2 separate regions of the Macaca mulatta genome follow, and region 1 is linked to region 2. A link is a contact called in public Hi-C data. All regions are on one chromosome and are shown on one strand. Each heading gives the region's core, a stretch centred on a gene start, on an enhancer-like site or on the middle of the called end of the contact. The rest is flanking DNA. Distances are from core to core; before and after follow the strand shown. Region 1 holds the start of SOX9 (SRY-box transcription factor 9). Region 2 has its middle 670 kb from the start of SOX9.

Evidence for each region. Hi-C and Micro-C count contacts between places; a contact is called where the count stands out from the background.
Region 1: a Hi-C map of fetal cortex germinal zone shows a contact between it and region 2, with 6 times the contacts expected there. The contact joins the promoter of SOX9 here to the enhancer-like site in region 2. A contact is called at or near these places in 5 of 14 Hi-C or Micro-C datasets (blood, cortical neurons, fetal cortex germinal zone and 2 more).

Annotation. Positions count from the first base shown.
Region 1 is chr16:81,758,320-81,763,828 of T2T-MMU8v2.0, forward strand. It overlaps SOX9 (SRY-box transcription factor 9), which reads left to right and starts at 1,866. Exons shown (of 3, transcript NM_001032868.1): 1 at 1,866-2,296; 2 at 3,200-3,453; 3 at 4,028-4,872. The coding sequence starts at 1,866. The coding sequence ends at 4,872. It overlaps LOC106994120 (a long non-coding RNA gene), which reads right to left and starts at 1,314. Exons shown (of 5, transcript XR_013407123.1): 1 at 1,257-1,314.
Region 2 is chr16:81,090,751-81,096,223 of T2T-MMU8v2.0, forward strand. No RefSeq gene overlaps it. Among named protein-coding and RNA genes, the nearest start is that of SOX9, 670 kb to the right of the region's middle. Within about 2 kb of position 3,266, at least 4 of the 40 cell types and tissues checked have an H3K27ac peak or open chromatin away from gene starts, as enhancers often do. A contact at or near this core is called in fetal cortex germinal zone, where this site is marked.

The sequences.
Region 1 (5,509 bases), core at 616-3,115, 670 kb after region 2:
TGATTTGGATCTTGTGATAGTGTCCTCACTTCGCAAATTAGAAAGGGGAAAAAAAAAAGTTTTTAATATGATGTGGGCCGATTCACCATAACAACAATTTAATTAGAGGCGAATTTTTGCAAGAGTTCAAAAGGGGGGGGGGCGGGGAGTTTAAAATTAAAGAGTTTTCCCAATGTTATGCGTTTATTTGGGATTCTGAAAGCACGGAACCCGCAACGACCAAGATTTTTCTTCTGTCCCAGAGCAGATAGCTCTGCACTTACCCAACCTGGCTCTAAGCATTTCGTGTGAACACAAAGGTTGTGCTCAAATCACACTTGAAATACATGAGAGACACCACCAATGCCTCCCCCAGAACTCCAAACTATATGCAGGTCTGAACCGACCGGACTGGAGTCAGAAGCACCGGCGCTTCACCCCTTCAGGTGTTTAGTAAATGCCAGCAAAAGCGGGCAAGCAGCACGACTCTGCCAGAGTGGAGCATTTTGTCTGCCGTGGTGCCCATTTGTTTGGCCTTTTGCAAACCAAGTGACCGGCCTGGGCCTCGCGGCCTGGGACAGCCGCATTGGCAAACTTCGATCTCTCAAAGCCAGAGCAGTTAGCAAACTCTCCCCAGGCAGGACGACTCGGCTGACGTTTCTGACTCGACCAGGAGGCAAAGACCAAAACGTCAGAGCAGTAGCCCTGTTACTGAGGAGCGTCGGCGGGGTCGCGGGACTGGAGAAAGACTTGTCAGAGCTCAAGGTCGGTGTGGCGCGGGGCGGCCCCGAGAGCGCGGGGATCCTGCGTGGCCACGGCCGCCGCTGCCAACCTTCGCGGGGACTTAGCTTTGCTTTCCATTGACTCCCTTTGCAAAAGCGCAGCAGAATCCTGACCAGCCGCACCAGCCCCGGCGAACCCGAGCATGTTAATCTATTTATGTGGATTATTACGGAGGAACAGCGGGCGTTGAGTCACCAAAACATTTGCTTCAAAAGACTATTTCTAAGCACTTTTGCAGGCAGGCAGGCCCCAGGCGCGTAAACTCGGCTACGCATTAAGAAGCGGCTGCTTTTCGAATACTACAAACTCCAGCTAAGTCCCCTGTGCCGCGGAGAGAGCAGTGAAAATAAATGTCGGAGGTGGGGGTAGATCCTAGTCTAGACATACACACTTGCGCGCGCGCGCGCGCGCACACACACACACACACACACACACAAAGATTCGCGCGGAGAAGTCACTAAAATTCTGGCATTCCGAGAGTTCGACAAACTTACACACTTGGAAGTCCCGGGTCCCCCGCCTTTCCCGCAGCACCCCCCGCCCCCCCTTCCCGACCATCCACCCTTTGGCTGCGCTCCCCTCCCCTCTCCTCCCCTCCCGTCTCGTCACCCAGCCCAGTGCCGCAATCCTCCTCCCTCCCCAAAATCGGGTCCAATCAGCTGCCTGGGACTGCTGTGCTGTGATTGGCGGGTGGCTCTAAGGTGAGGAGGAGTATTTATTAAAGAGACCCTGGGCTGGGAGTTGGAGAGCGGAGAGCGGAGCTCGAAACTGACTGGAAACTTCAGTGGCGCGGAGACTCGCCAGTTTCAACCCCGGAAACTTTTCTTTGCAGGAGGAGAAGAGAAGGGGTACAAGCGCCCCCACTTTTGCTCCTTTTCCTCCCCTCCTCCTCCTCTCCAATTCGCCTCCCCCTACTTGGAGCGGGCAGCTGCGGACTGGCCCCGCGCCTCCCTAAGTGGTAGCCGGCCGACGCGCCAGCCTCCCCGGGAGCCGCTCGCTCCGCATCCGGGCAGCCGAGGGGAGAGGAGCCCGCGCCTCGAGTCCCCGAGCCGCCGCGGCTTCTCGCCTTTCCCGGCCACCCGCCCCCTGCCCCGGGCCTGCGTATGAATCTCCTGGACCCCTTCATGAAGATGACCGACGAGCAGGAGAAGGGCCTGTCCGGCGCCCCCAGCCCCACCATGTCCGAGGACTCCGCGGGCTCGCCCTGCCCGTCGGGCTCCGGCTCGGACACCGAGAACACGCGGCCCCAGGAGAACACGTTCCCCAAGGGCGAGCCCGACCTGAAGAAGGAGAGCGAGGAGGACAAGTTCCCCGTGTGCATCCGCGAGGCAGTCAGCCAGGTGCTCAAGGGCTACGACTGGACGCTGGTGCCCATGCCGGTGCGCGTCAACGGCTCCAGCAAGAACAAGCCGCACGTCAAGCGGCCCATGAACGCCTTCATGGTGTGGGCGCAGGCGGCGCGCAGGAAGCTCGCGGACCAGTACCCGCACTTGCACAACGCCGAGCTCAGCAAGACGCTGGGCAAGCTCTGGAGGTAGGGCCCAGCGGGGGCGGCGCGGCAAGGTGGGCATCGTGGCGGCGGGGGGCTCTGGCCAGGGCTGACTTGCCCCGCCCCGCCTCCCATCGCCCGGGAGTTGCGGTTCCGGGAGCCGGCGGGATGGGGGTGTGGGAGTGGGAACGGGGTGTAACTGTGGCTCAGAGTTTGTCAAAGTTCTTGGGCTGCTCTCGGGGACGCGGAGGAGGGGGTGGTAAGTGGAAGGGGTGGGGGAGGTAGCTGGAGGATGGACGAAGACTGGTGGGAGACGGAAGGAGGGGGCTGCCATCCTGCTCTCCCGTCGCCTGGAAGCTCAATCGGGGCGGGGAAGTGAAGCTTGGCTTCCCCCACCCCGCCCCTTAAAACTGCACTGTCTCGTGCAGCCCCCTCCTCCCCACACACACACACACCCACGGAGATGGGGCAGGGGAGAAACCGAGGTTGGAGGAGACCCTTGGCAGGAATTGGGAGGCGGGAGGAGGGAGGCTGCTGGAAATAGGTGGGAGTGTATGGGGGGGTGAGAATTGGAGAGTAATTGGGGAAAAGTTTTTAAGGGTGTTGGGATTGGGGGCGATAACTCCAGCAGCAAAGGCGTTTAGGGGGCAGCAGCAGGAGTCGTTTTCATCTTCGGCGTTTCCAAAATAGAAATAAAAGGGGAGGGGATGGAGGGGGCGGGGAGTGACCGCTCAGGTCGGACTGCAAGAACTTATTTATTTATTTGTTTATTTTTAAGAAAAGTTATAAGCTGTGGTTGCAGGCGGGAGGGAAGATGGAGTTGTATGCAAAGAAAGCCAAGTGGTCTGGGTCGCCGCCGCCTCCCCGCCGACCTGACAGTTTGGCGGGTTTCACTGACCCCTCTCCCTCTTTTTCTCTGTGCCCCCCGCCCTGCCCCGCCCCGAGCAGACTTCTGAACGAGAGCGAGAAGCGGCCCTTCGTGGAGGAGGCGGAGCGGCTGCGTGTGCAGCACAAGAAGGACCACCCGGATTACAAGTACCAGCCGCGGCGGAGGAAGTCGGTGAAGAACGGGCAGGCGGAGGCAGAGGAGGCCACGGAGCAGACGCACATCTCCCCCAACGCCATCTTCAAGGCGCTGCAGGCTGACTCGCCGCACTCCTCCTCCGGCATGAGCGAAGTGCACTCCCCCGGCGAGCACTCGGGTGAGTCGCCCCTCAGCCCCGCAGGACAAGCCACCCCCGGCCCGCCTGGCACACCCCCTGCCCTCCACCTGGGAGATTCTTTGTGGAGACTTTATGCTTCCCGGGAGGTACACACTACCCTTTGCCCCTGTCCCGCTCCCCCTCTCTACCCAGAGCCTAAGAGGCACCCAAACACACACACATACACACACACACACCCCAACTCAATCCCAGCATCCGAAGAGATTAACTCTTTTTATTGGGAGGTAAAATGCCCTTACAAGCCTTACGAGACCTCCCCCTTCTTCCTTTGCTCCCCCACCCCAAAAGCATACACAGGGCTCTTCTACAAGTAGCAATTTGTTCTTCCGGACCCTCCGGGCCCCAGACCCTCCCCTGATAAAAGGGGGCTGTCCAGTGTGTACCGGCGGGTTAATCATTGGGCGAGTTATCTCCGGTGCAGCGCGCCTCCCGCGCGGGTGCGGGCCCTTACTACACTTTAGCAGCGAGGGAGGGTCCCCGGAGGGTGCCTAAGACTAGGGCGTCTGCACAGCACTTGTTGATTTTCCCGTGCTTGTTCTTTTATTGTCCGCAGGGCAATCCCAGGGCCCACCGACCCCACCCACCACCCCCAAAACCGACGTGCAGCCGGGCAAGGCTGACCTGAAGCGAGAGGGGCGCCCCCTGCCAGAGGGGGGCAGACAGCCCCCCATCGACTTCCGCGACGTGGACATCGGCGAGCTGAGCAGCGACGTCATCTCCAACATCGAGACCTTCGACGTCAACGAGTTTGACCAGTACCTGCCGCCCAACGGCCACCCGGGGGTGCCGGCCACGCATGGCCAGGTCACCTACACGGGCAGCTACGGCATCAGCAGCACCGCGGCCACCCCGGCGGGTGCGGGCCACGTGTGGATGTCCAAGCAGCAGGCGCCGCCGCCACCCCCGCAGCAGCCTCCGCAGGCCCCGCCGGCCCCGCAGGCGCCCCCCCAGCAGCAGGCGGCGCCCCCGCAGCAGCCGGCCGCGCCCCCGCAGCAGCCACAGGCGCACACGCTGACCACACTGAGCAGCGAGCCGGGCCAGTCCCAGCGAACGCACATCAAGACGGAGCAGCTGAGCCCCAGCCACTACAGCGAGCAGCAGCAGCACTCGCCCCAGCAGATCGCCTACAGCCCCTTCAACCTTCCGCACTACAGCCCTTCCTACCCGCCCATCACCCGCTCGCAGTACGACTACACCGACCACCAGAACTCCAGCTCCTACTACAGCCACGCGGCGGGCCAGGGCACCGGCCTCTACTCCACCTTCACCTACATGAACCCCGCCCAGCGCCCCATGTACACCCCCATCGCCGACACCTCTGGGGTTCCTTCCATCCCGCAGACCCACAGCCCGCAGCACTGGGAACAACCCGTCTACACACAGCTCACCCGACCTTGAGGAGGCCTCCTATGAAGGGCGAAGATGGCCGAGATGATCCTAAAAATAACCGAAGAAAGAGAGGACCAACCAGAATTCCCTTTGGACATTTGTGGGGTTTGTTTTTTATTTTGTTTTTTGTTTTCTTCTTCTTCTTCTTCCTTAAAGACATTTAAGCTAAAGGCAACTCGTACCCAAATTTCCAAGACAGAGACATGACCTATCCAAGCGCATTACCCACTTGTGGCCAATCAGTGGCCAGGCCAACCTTGGCTAAATGGAGCAGCGAAATCAACGAGAAACTGGACTTTTTAAACCCTCTTCAGAGCAAGCGTGGAGGATGATGGAGAATCGTGTGATCAGTGTGCTAAATCTCTCTGCCTGTTTGGACTTTGTAATTATTTTTTTAGCAGTAATTAAAGAAAAAAGTCCTCTGTGAGGAATATTCTCTATTTTAAATATTTTTAGTATGTACTGTGTATGATTCATTACCATTTTGAGGGGATTTATACATATTTTTAGATAAAATTAAATGCTCTTATTTTTCCAACAGCTAAACTACTCTTAGTTGAACAGTGTGCCCTAGCTTTTCTTGCAACCAGAGTATTTTTGTACAGATTTGCTTTCTCTTACAAAAAAAAAAAAAAATTCCTGTTGT
Region 2 (5,473 bases), core at 2,016-4,515:
AATACATACATAAACATATTAGTCTAAAAATAAAGCCAGCAAACTTGTTTAAACATTATTTTAAAATATTGGCTTCCTCCCAGTGAATGCCAATTCCAAAATGGCTTTATTATCCAGAAACTATGTTATTGCTAAATCTTACTCCACACCAAATTATTTTATGAATGGATGAAAGTTATAAAACACAGACCTTTACCAATATGTGCTAAAGGATACACAATACCGTCTACCATAAGAACACCAAAAGGAGCACCAGTAAGTTGTTTGAGAAAATCTGTTCCCTGGAAGCGTGGATGTTTCTTTGGATCAGGTGGACGAATAGACACAATGTACTTACAACCTATCCCAATAAGAAGCATTAGAATATTTTCATGACAAGAAGCAAAAGTCATTGTTAACACTGACTTTACTTTTGGCATCAAGACCTGGTTTCTACATGATACACTTCTGTGCTTTAAAAACTTACATGACTTATTATCCTTTTTTTGTTTTCTTATAGAACAGACTCAGATTATCCAGCAGCAAATCATTTTCCAAATGTTAATTACATTCTTTCAAGAAAGTGGAATGTTCCTGAATGTAATGTAATTGTATTTTTTCAGCCACTCCAACTAAAGCAATGGCTTACTTAGGTTGGCACCTGTGAGACCGAATATATATATATATTTTTTTACTTAAGTGAATTAGCAATTACGGATCAGGAAAGAACTATTAGGACCAACTGAGACCTGATGCCTAGGTGATGTTTTCCCAGGTTAGGTCTTATGTGGGCCAATGGAAAGAAACTAAATTATATCCACCCATAGCCACCCCCATCCCTTAGCCCTCACTTATTTTATGAAGGTAATTAGTACTTTCAGTAATTGGACCTCACACTCTCTATGGCTCAAGTCCCAAGTTATGGGTGTTGCTGCAGAATATCTTAGAGGCTTGATGGTGAAATTTTCCTCTGACAAGAATTATCAAATTCAATTAGATACTTGAATTTCTGACCTAAAATATTTTTCCGGAGGACAAGGGAATCCAGTTGTTGAAGTTTTTTTTAAGGGCTGTCTTCTAGGGCATGAAGTAGGGAGGAGAATAATGACCAATGAATAGGGAAAGAGAAACAAAGAATAGCCACCACAGGCCATGACGCTCTTATCTACTACGGACCGGATTGAGTGTTCAAACTTTCCCGAGTTACAGTCAGTCCTTAACTCTTCTACAGGGATCGCTGTAGACTTGCCCTGGCTTGTCTTACAGAAAAATATTCCCACAGACAGAATGACTGGGAGGGTTCAACGGCAGGTTACAGACTTTTAGTCAGCCGGAAACTGACAGTTGTCATATTAGATGGGTAAACGTGGGTGATCTGATTTTAGGTTTTTTAAAAAATAATACCAGACTGACGCAAACCTTCTTACCTTCTTTGGTTGCTTTTTCTCTGTTTTCTATCATTTGTTTATTTATTTCTACTTATGGTAATATTTTAATTATCTAGAAAATAATGCAATAATCATATTTTACTCACTACCAAGATTTTATAAACAATAACCTTTCTGCCATATTTGTTTCAGATATCTCAGAAATGTTTTTTAAATATGTTTTAATGCTCTGGACCACCAGAATTCTACTTAGAATCATCTCCTCTCAATAGGGTAGACCCTCATTTCTAGGCAATTGTGCTTATTTAGGTTGTGCATATATATATATATACACACACACACATTTTTATATAGCGATGTTATATATATATCTAGAATACACACACACACACACACACACACACGCACACACAGAGTATACAAGTCTTCCAGGCTGGTTTTGTGCCAATTTTGTTTCCATTGCAATTATAGCATTTACCAGATACTATAAATACCTATTTACTTTTTTACATGTCTGCCTTCCTCATTAGACTTTGAACACATTTACAACCATTAGCACAGCACTTGGCATATAAATGATCGTGGAATGGGTGAGGGAAGAAAGCATTTGGATTTTCAGCCTGGGATGCTATACATGCTATAGACAAGTCCGTGTTCTTTTTTTTTTTTTGAGACGGAGTCTCACTTTGTCACCCAGGCTGGAGTGCAGTGGCGTGATCTCGGCTCACTGCAACCTCTGCATCATGGGTTCAAGTGATTCTCCTGCCTCAACCTTCTGAGTAGCTGGGACTACAGGCTCGTGCCACCAGGCATGGCTATTTTATTTTTTTGTATTTTTTATTAGTAGAGACAGGGTTGCACCATATTAGCCAGGATGGTCTCGCTCTTCTGACCTTAGTCAGAAATTCAGCACACACACATACACAAAAAAACCCCTCATAAGCTTTCATTCTTTCAAGGACTGTGGTTTACTCTGTATCTTTTTGCTCTTTTTCCTGACTTGCTTTATTTTTAGCCTGACTTTTTTGAGGTTCAAATAGTCTCTGATGTGTTCTGTGATATTAAAAACTTATGTCAATTCCTTTGAATAGTTGACAAATACTGGTCCTTATCATTTAATCAGTGGATCCTCCAAGCATTTATTGAGCTCCCGGGGAGTTACTGGTGTGGTGCAAGGCATTTTTGGGGACACAATAGAATTCTAAGGTATGAGCTCTACCTTCAAGGAACTATCACTTAAAGAGAAAGGACAGACATGCATAGCATACAGGTTATGACAAAATGTTTAAAATTAGGGGTTCAACCAGCTGCATTAAAGATCTTCAGAGGAAAAGGAAGCGAGTAAATCTGAGATATCCAGGAAAAAGACTATCCTTCAATGGCGCCCTCTGGCTGTAGCTCTGCTAAAATATCACGGAAAACTCTGCTAGCTTGACCAAGTAACTTTCTCTGAGAAGCATGGATGCATTTTTTCCCCCTAATTGTTCTGAGAACATAAAAAAAGGATTTAAAAAACTCATCAAAATAAAGCCATTGGATATCTCATTGGGCAACCAGAGAGAGAGGATGAAGTATAGCCACCAGACCATCCCCCATTTGTGCACATCTCTCAGCCACTGCAAGTGTGAACAAAAGGAAATTCTATTAAGCAGCTTCCTAGGATGGGGCTCCAGGCACATAAGTAGCTCCTTGGTGTGTTCCTTTGGCCTGTCATACAATTAATTAGGCCACAGTTGTTTATTTTGAGACATTTAACTAGAGACCTTCTTGAGAGAGGCCTACCCTTGCAGTTTGTCCTGATCTTTCTCTAAGTGTGGGAACCTTTGTCTAATTGGATTGACTGTAAGTGTAATGATCATGGCGTGAGTTCTGTAAGCAGCGCATAAACCATGGACATTCACATGGAAATGAGGTTAATTACACAGCATAGATGCATCTAATGATTGCACCTGCAGTGCCACAACAACCTCCCTTTAACTCAGTTTCACAAACAATTACAAAGAGCAGCTGCATTCGTTTCCACAGTTAGAGTTTAAAAATCTGTAATGATCCCCAACAGAATAGAGGTGCAGGGGGTGAGAGTGAGGAAGGAGAGGATTCTTCCGGTTCAGATGTCCGTCCCAAGCCACCTGCTGATTGTGCTAATCCCGGGAGCCTTGGGCAGAGACATGCAGCCACAATAAGCTATTGCCAGTCCTGGTGTTTGGCTTCCCCTCACCCCCCACCCCCCGCCTTCTGGCTTAGAGTTTCTCATCTGTCAAGATTCATTAACATGGTGATGAAGATTTATGAAGGGCAAGGTCAGCAAAACCGCAGACTACAAGATCACTGTGAGTACCCAAACTGTATTAGTCAGGGTTCTCCAGAGAAACAGAGACAGAAGGAAGTTTGCGTGTGTATGTATTATATATATGTATAGATAGATAGATAGATAGATAGATAGATAGATAGATAGATAGATTCATTATAAGGAATTTGCTCATGCGATTACAGGGGCTGACAAGTTGTAAGATCTGTAGGCAGCAGACTGGAGACTCAGGAGAACTGACGGTGTAGTTCCAGATCAAAGGCCAGCAGGCTCGAGACTGAGGAAGAGCCATTATTTCAACTGGAATCCCAAGGCAGGAAAAAACTAATGACCCAGCTTGAAGGCAGTCAGGTAGGAGGAATTCTCTCGTCTTTAGGGAAAGGTCCACTTTTTTGTTCTATTCAGGTCTTCCACTGATTGGATGAGACCCACCTACCTTAGGGAGGACAATTGGCCTTACTCAGTCTATCAATTTAATTGTTAAACTTGTCCAAAAACACCTTCACAGAAAGACTCAGAATGTTTGATCAGTTACCTGGGCACCTTATAGACCAGTCAAGTTGACACATAAAATTAACCATCACAGAAACCAGTCCCCAAATCTCAGAAGGATTTCTTGGGAGCAATGCTACTGAGGGAAGCTCAAAAGATTGTTTCTGATCCTGTTATCCACCATTTTCCATCACCAAATTAACAAAACTCTCTGTCTTATTTTTCTCCAATTTCTTTTTGTTCTCATCTTTATTTTCTGTTTTCCTTTCCACATGCCTGTCATTATCCCCATAGACACTGATAGGATTTGGCTGAGTCTCCATCCCAATCTCATCTTGAATTGTAGCTCCTATAATTCCCACGTGTTGTGAGAGGGACCTGGTGGGAGATCATTGAATCATGGGAGCAGTTTCCCCAATACTGTTCTCGGGGGAGTGAGTACGTCTCACGAGATCTGATGATTTTACAGGAGGTTTTCCCTTTCCCTTGGCTGTCATTCTCGCTTGTGTGCTACTATGTAAGATATGCCTTTCATTGTGAGGCCTTTCCAGCCATGTGGAACTGTGAGTCCATTAAATCTCTTTTTCTTTATAAATGACCCAGTCTCAGGTATGTCTTTATCCGCAGCGTGAAAACGGACTATATAAATGCGTTTTAGAAATAGCAGGAAGATACTACACCACAACGGGTGCTGAATCCCATCCCTAACCATAACTAAGGCTTTGCATAGCCAAACATAGCTAGCACATCCCTTTCTGATGCGTATTCAGGAAGCTCGGTGTTAGGTCAGTGATGTTGGTTGAATAAACCATGGACATTCATGTCTACCTTCAAAACTCTTGGGCTTTTAGAAACACTGCATCACCCACATAAAAATATTAGTCTCATTACTTTACAGCTGCAACTCCTTTTGGGATCCAAATGGGATTCCCCAACTGTAAAAGGTAATTGACTGCTGCCAAAGTCAAATCTGCCCTCAAATATTTAAACATTTAAGGAATGTGCTTCAGGCTCTAAGAGCCATTCTGAAAAAAGGAGCTCCAAAAGCTTATGAAAAATTGTATAAACTTTGAAAGGGACAAAGTCAAAGGTGAGAATGCCCATGGGGGAGTGTACCTTTTTATGTTTATTAAAATAACAAGATTTATTTACCTTTTAGTCGCATCTCATATTTCTTTTCATATCCTATTCTCCCTAAAAGACAAAAGGGACTCATGAACTAGGCACAACCATTAGTAGTCATCTACAAGACAGCCAGAAATTGTTTCTCTCTGCTCTGGCCACTCTGCTCAACATTAAACTAGCT